2 separate regions of the Anser cygnoides genome follow, and region 2 is linked to region 1. The links are chromatin contacts, called in public Hi-C maps. All regions are on one chromosome and are shown on one strand. Each heading gives the region's core, a stretch centred on a gene start, on an enhancer-like site or on the middle of the called end of the contact. The rest is flanking DNA. Distances are from core to core; before and after follow the strand shown. Region 1 overlaps GNAL (G protein subunit alpha L). Region 2 overlaps GNAL (G protein subunit alpha L).

Region 1 (2,882 bases), core at 271-2,770:
CCTTTCCTCTTCCTTCTCTCTCTGCCCGTCTTCTTCCCTCTTCTCTGAGATCCCACATAACAGAAGCTGCAGATGATGAGTCTCGTTTCTGCTGGAGCCTGTTAACCTTTGTGTGTGAATGACAGTTTTCCAGATTTAAGTCTTAGCCAGTGTTTATGTTAAGAAGAGGGTTAATGATGATCCCCATAGGCCTCTCGCTCGGAAAGCAAAAACATCTGCTAAGCCAGAAAGTGGTTAGTTTGCTAAATTTAGAAGGAAAAAATGCATTTCCCAAAATTCACAGTGCTCCTTAACAAATTTAGGGAACAGTGGGGGCAAGCAGTTATGGAAGTCATACTGTTTATTCATTTTGAGTTTAGTTCATGCTTTTTCAATTAGAAAAATAAAATTAGAGCACTATTATTAAGCAGAAGGAAAGTACTAAACATACATCTGAAACGTTTAATGTAGTTGAACTTTTCGTGTATTTGTTTAGGTTAATAGTTGGACACATGCCAAAGCCTGTGAAGCCTTTCTGTAGAGATGCTCTGCAGTACTTACTGGGAACAGGCTATTGAGCAGCTTAGAAAGAGAGGTTGAAACGGACGTCTGCTAGGAAACTCTCTTAACCAAGCCCATGTACCAGAAGCACTCTTTTACAGGTTTTAGCCATGTTTCTTATCCTTGTCAAACTGGCTTCTGATTGCTGGCAGCCGTCTGACTCGTGGGGGAGGAGTCTCCTGCTGAACTGTGACGAGCCCTCGGTTGTGACAGTCGTGACCTGTCGTTGCTTTTGATGTCTCAGCTAAAGTCATCATCTGTAAATTGCATTTAAAATAGAGCTGTCCTGCTTCACAGGACTGCTGTGGTGACTTGGCACTTGATGACTTTACCATGTTTTGGGCCATGGCTGGCAGTAGTTGTAGCCATGATAACGGGATAGGCCAGGCATGCGCTTCCCCTGCCAAGCTACTGGTACCACTGGTGGGCAGCAGGTAGGTGGACACATAGATCTGGGCAAGATTCTCACAGCAGAATCAGAAATTGATTGTGGTTGGCAGGTCCCTCTGGAGGCCCCCTGCCCCAGCCCCCTGCCCCAGCAGGGCCACCCAGAGCAGGGTGCCCAGCACCACGTCCAGGCGGCTTCTGAAGGTCTCCATGAGGAGACCCCACGGCCTCTCTGGGCAGCCTGTGCCAGTGCTCAGCCACCTGGGGGTCCATCGCTGTCCTGGGGTCCATTGCAGCATGTTCACCACTCTTTCTGAAGCCCATCCATCGCACTGACAGCTCCCACTCTGAGGAGACAGCTTCTTGGAAACCCAGGCGTACCAGGCAAACTTGTCCTGCCCACATACCAGTCACACCTGGTGGCCAAGCAGCCATCCTGTGAGTGGTCCTTGGTGGGCTCGGGAGCAATCCGGCTCCAGCCGCCCAAGCAGAGGGCTGGCGACAGGCTTCAGACCACAAATCCTTAAACTTCACTGGCCCGTTAGCACGCCAGCTGGTTTCAGGCGCAGTTGTACTTTGCTCTCACTCTCTGCCTCAGCTTTAACCTTTTCGTGTCCTGGCTGTAACGATTTCCTGGCTAGCGGTTACGCGTGGGTGCAGATCTGTTTCTCTGGGCAAATCCCACATTTTTTCTAGCCTGCGGGTCGCCGTGTTTGAGAATACATGAAAAGATGAGGAAAAAAACATCGGTTTGTGAGAAGGCAAGGGGTTACCGACGTAAATTGCAGAGATCTTCATTAAATTCAGACTCTACCTGTGTTTCAGTGGACCGTCACCGTGAGATGTGGCTGATCTTCAGTCCTCGAGCGCTGTTCCAGCGAAGAGGCCTCAAGCGTAAGGCTGCAGCCTGCCCGGGCGCAGCGGGGAGGGAGCGTGATTTAACAAATGCTGCCCTCTGCAGTCTCCTCTCCTGCGCCTCAGATCCATCCTGCATGCGGCTTTACGTCTTTTTTTCTGAAAGCCCGATTTTTAATCTCCCTTTCCAAATACACTACACCCACATGAGAGGCTGAAGAGACGGTTTTAGCGAGTTAGTGTTGGTATTGAAATAGGAACAAAAGGGAAGTCCTGGGAAACCGGCGCTCTCAGGAGATGCCAAAAATACACGTCAATCAATACCAATACCTAAATCCCCAACGCTTTATAAATAAATACAAAATTTCGGTAGCATCTTCAGTGTTTGCGCTGGCTGTTTTTCTCTGCGCCAGCTTAAGCTGCAGTCGGTCGTTCAAAATTAGAAAGAGATGCGTGGTCCAGAGTGGATTCGAGACGGATTTCAGCCTCCCTGCGCTCTCTCCGCCCGGCAGCGCGTTCACTGCTGCACTCAGTCCCCGCGGGAGACGTACGGAGGGAGCGGGGAGGATGCTTCCAAATGGAAGCCGTATGGTAGACATAGTGCCTATTTAAACTTCTCAGAGGAATCCTCAACGATTAGATTTTACCAGTGTCTTTTGAGGGATTTCTACTGATATCTTCAGTAAATGACTTAGGAAAATTAATCCTGTAGGGGTTAGATTACTGGGGGCTATTTTCATCAAGTCTTTCTCAGTTACCAGGAAGCACATCAGAATAACGTGAGGGTGCTTGAAGCCCAGCCGTGGAGCCTAAGGTATGCTCCAAACCCGAAATCCATAGCTTCCTATTTCAAATACTGCAGGAGGCACTAACAAGTTTGTAATCCCGTAGCTGATTAAAATATATATTTTATTTTTTTTTAAATATCACATCTTCATTTTGTCTCTGATAACTGCAGCAGGGAAGAAGAAAAAAAGTATTTTTTTTTCAGCTCACTAGAGAACTGGGATAGCTGAGTTATTACAATCCAAAGATAGGGAATTCAAAGTCCTGGTCTTGCTTTATTTTGTGTAGTAGAAGTATAGGTGTTTCCGCTGGTT
Region 2 (3,017 bases), core at 119-2,618, 150 kb before region 1:
TATTCAGGGAGCCTTTGTTTTCAATAAAACTCAGATGCGTAGATAATGCGTTTATATATGGAGACATGGCAGGAGGAGTGACAGATGTGTAGAATTTCAGCCGCAGGCTCGGCTTACAACATCTCGGCTGATTTGGAGAGATTCCCTGAGCCACTCACATACTGTGTCTGGCTGGGATGGAGTCACCTTTCCCTGCAGCAGCCCACACAGTGCTGTGCTCTGCACCTGTAGCCAGAACAGCACTGGTATCACACCAGTGTTGTGTCTGCTGCTGAGCAGTGCTGGCACCGCATCAGGACTCCCTCTGACTCAGGTGGGCAAGAGGTGGGGAGGGGACATCACCAGGGCAGCTGACCTAAACCAACCAAAGGGATATTCCATGCCATGTGGCGTCACACTCAGCAATAAAAGGTGGGAAAAGGATGGAGAGGGGAGGGGTGGGCTCTCATTGTGAGAACATCTGAAAACACAATTTCTTTCTTCCCTCTCTGTCCTTCCACATGCCCTTTGCTTATTTTTTTGTTTGTGTGCTTCCTTTTTTTTCCCCTCTTCTTTTTCCCTTTAATTAAGTTACCCTTATCTCAACCCGTGAGTTATTTTTTCCCTTTCCACTATACTTTCTTCTTCCCCTCCTCTTCTGAGGAGGGGGAGTGAGAGAGCGGTTGTGGTGGAGCTCAGCTGCCCAGCAAGGTAAAACCACCACAACTCGTCACTGACTTCTCCCTACTTCCATCTTTTCAAGGACATCAGAGGGCATTAGGAGGCATAGTCTCAAACGGGGTAACAAACCCAGAGAGGGGACTGACCAGAGAAAGGTTTACAGTCATGTATTCCTCTTTGTCATGGTTTCTCCTTGATGAATTCATATGTTCATTGCATTATGTCTTTCATCCTCGTGGTGGCAGCAAATACTAAGAGGAAAGAAACAAATCTAGTGCAGATGAACTGTATTTTAATTATAGTTAAAAGGAACGCACTCATAATTTTTAGCTTTTGTTTCCAGTGGAGCAGCTCAAAAACAGAAGGTCAACTTGAGATGCAAAATACCGTTATCTGAGAATTCACTTCAGTTTGCATGCACTGCTGGGAGCCATTTAGTTGGAAGAAATATTTTCTCTTTTTCTCTCTACCCCAGCATCAGCAGGTAAAGATAGCACTAGTGAAGATCTTCAGCTGTTGAGAAAGCTTACACGGCAGGCTCAGAGTTTCAGGGTTTTTCTTGCAATGTTGTCCAAAAGCTATTCTACAACTAGAACCGTGAGGTGTTTTTTTGTTAACCACAGCACAAGTCCCAGGACTGTGTTGTTCTAGGCACTGCACTACCATAGCCGTTCCTAAAAACAGCAATGCAAAGTCGTAGTCTGTCTGGTGAATGCCAGAGGGAAGCAGCGAGACAGTATCAGCCCATATGATCGATAGTGGCTTACCTGTTGTCAAGTTCTCGTGTCAGGCTTAGAATCCAGCAAAGCCCATCCATGCAAGGCAAAGAAAGAAATATTGACTGTTAGTAATAAGATACTGGTAACCTAGTGACTGAAGAGAGAAATTACTAATACCTTAAAAAGTTGGCTGCAGATTTAATACCGTACTAATTAAAGAAGGAAGATAGAACTGCTTTAAGTATCTGAAACAACCTTTTCCAAGGTAGGGTCACTTGGCTTGATCACATGTTGGGGAATTTCTTGCTTTATTCTACTTTGTTTATATGTGAATGAACAGTTATCTCAGGGTAGTCGTGTTGATCTGTGTATCAGCACAGAAATGGGTTTACTCTGTGTCATCTCACTAACCTTAGAATCACACATCAGTTTCTTGTTACCATTTTCCCCTACCCTAAGCTGTCAGTTGTTTGTTCTGGCTGTCTTCTGTGTTTTGTTGGCATGCAGTGAAGATCTCGTAATGTATCAAACTATTAAAACTTAAGCCAATACTGTTGAAGTTCATAACATACCAAACAGAAGCAAATAAGTAGCTAAGCAAACAGCAGTTCATGTAGAAAACAGGTAAATAAAGTCTGCACGCAGTAGTAGCAGGACTGCTTCTGGTATCTGAGCTTAATTTGTTTAAAACTAGTTCAGGTGTCCCACACTCAGGGATAAAAATTTGGTCTCTGGGCTGTGCTACAGTTAGAAAACTCAGGAGATGGAAAATGAGTAGGAGATAGTTATATGAGGCTATTTCTTTATCTCAGAAGTGGGCTAAAAGGCCAATTTAATGCTTTTAATTTCCTGAGCTGCTTAGGGTAAAATGCATTTTAAAAATTAATAAAAATTGAAAGGATAAACCATTGTGCCTGTAGACATTGGTCATTTTCCTTTGATTATTTTCTTTTAGTTGTTTGAAATCTCATTCCAAATAAATTTGAGAGCTCAAGATAGAAAACTCTGTAGAACTAGGTATAGATCCAGGATAAACTGTTAATGTATGAGAACTGAAAAGAATATCTTTCATTTCTCATACTCTATAGGACATTAATATACTACTAGGAAAAAAACTAAAAATGTTATCCATATTGGCATGCATCAAGCCCAACTCAACTAAAGCAAGGAGCATTCTTTCTAATAATGAGCTAACTTGTACATGAGATCAAGTTGATGTGTCCTGAGGGGGACAGACTGGTGCGTGCAGCTTTTCGTTGCCATCACGCAAGTTTAAGATCTAAACCAGTAATTCTCCAGAAAACCACAGTGGTAGGTCTTAAAACTGCAGTGTTACTCAACAATTGGCAGATCTCATTTCCTTTTTCATAACTCATATTTTGCCTTCTTGCCACCATCTCGTCCAAAAAATGTTTGAAGCTTGATAAGCCTGGTTTTATGTTGTTAAATGTGGTAGATTTATGAACTTTCATTCCCCAAATCACTACTTGTATTGCAAGTGTTAATGATGGGATTGCCCTTTCGTGTAAATATAAATATAGTACAGTCTACTAACCTTCGCTGCTGAAAAAGCACTATTTGATGCAGTGTGGTTATGGAACGGAGAACACATTAAAGTCCTCTTTCTTTCTTTGTGAC

Evidence for each region. Hi-C and Micro-C count contacts between places; a contact is called where the count stands out from the background.
Region 2: a Hi-C map of fetal liver shows a contact between it and region 1, with 2.7 times the contacts expected there. The contact joins two enhancer-like sites. A contact is called at or near these places in 4 of 7 Hi-C or Micro-C datasets (fetal liver and liver).

Annotation. Positions count from the first base shown.
Region 1 is chr2:108,078,764-108,081,645 of Taihu_goose_T2T_genome, reverse strand. All of the region lies in intron 5 of GNAL (G protein subunit alpha L), which reads left to right. Among named protein-coding and RNA genes, the nearest start is that of MPPE1, 51 kb to the right of the region's middle. Within about 2 kb of position 1,520, at least 2 of the 3 cell types and tissues checked have open chromatin away from gene starts, as enhancers often do. A contact at or near this core is called in fetal liver, where this site is marked.
Region 2 is chr2:108,229,997-108,233,013 of Taihu_goose_T2T_genome, reverse strand. All of the region lies in intron 1 of GNAL (G protein subunit alpha L), which reads left to right. Among named protein-coding and RNA genes, the nearest start is that of GNAL, 23 kb to the left of the region's middle. Within about 2 kb of position 1,368, at least 1 of the 3 cell types and tissues checked has open chromatin away from gene starts, as enhancers often do. A contact at or near this core is called in fetal liver, where this site is marked.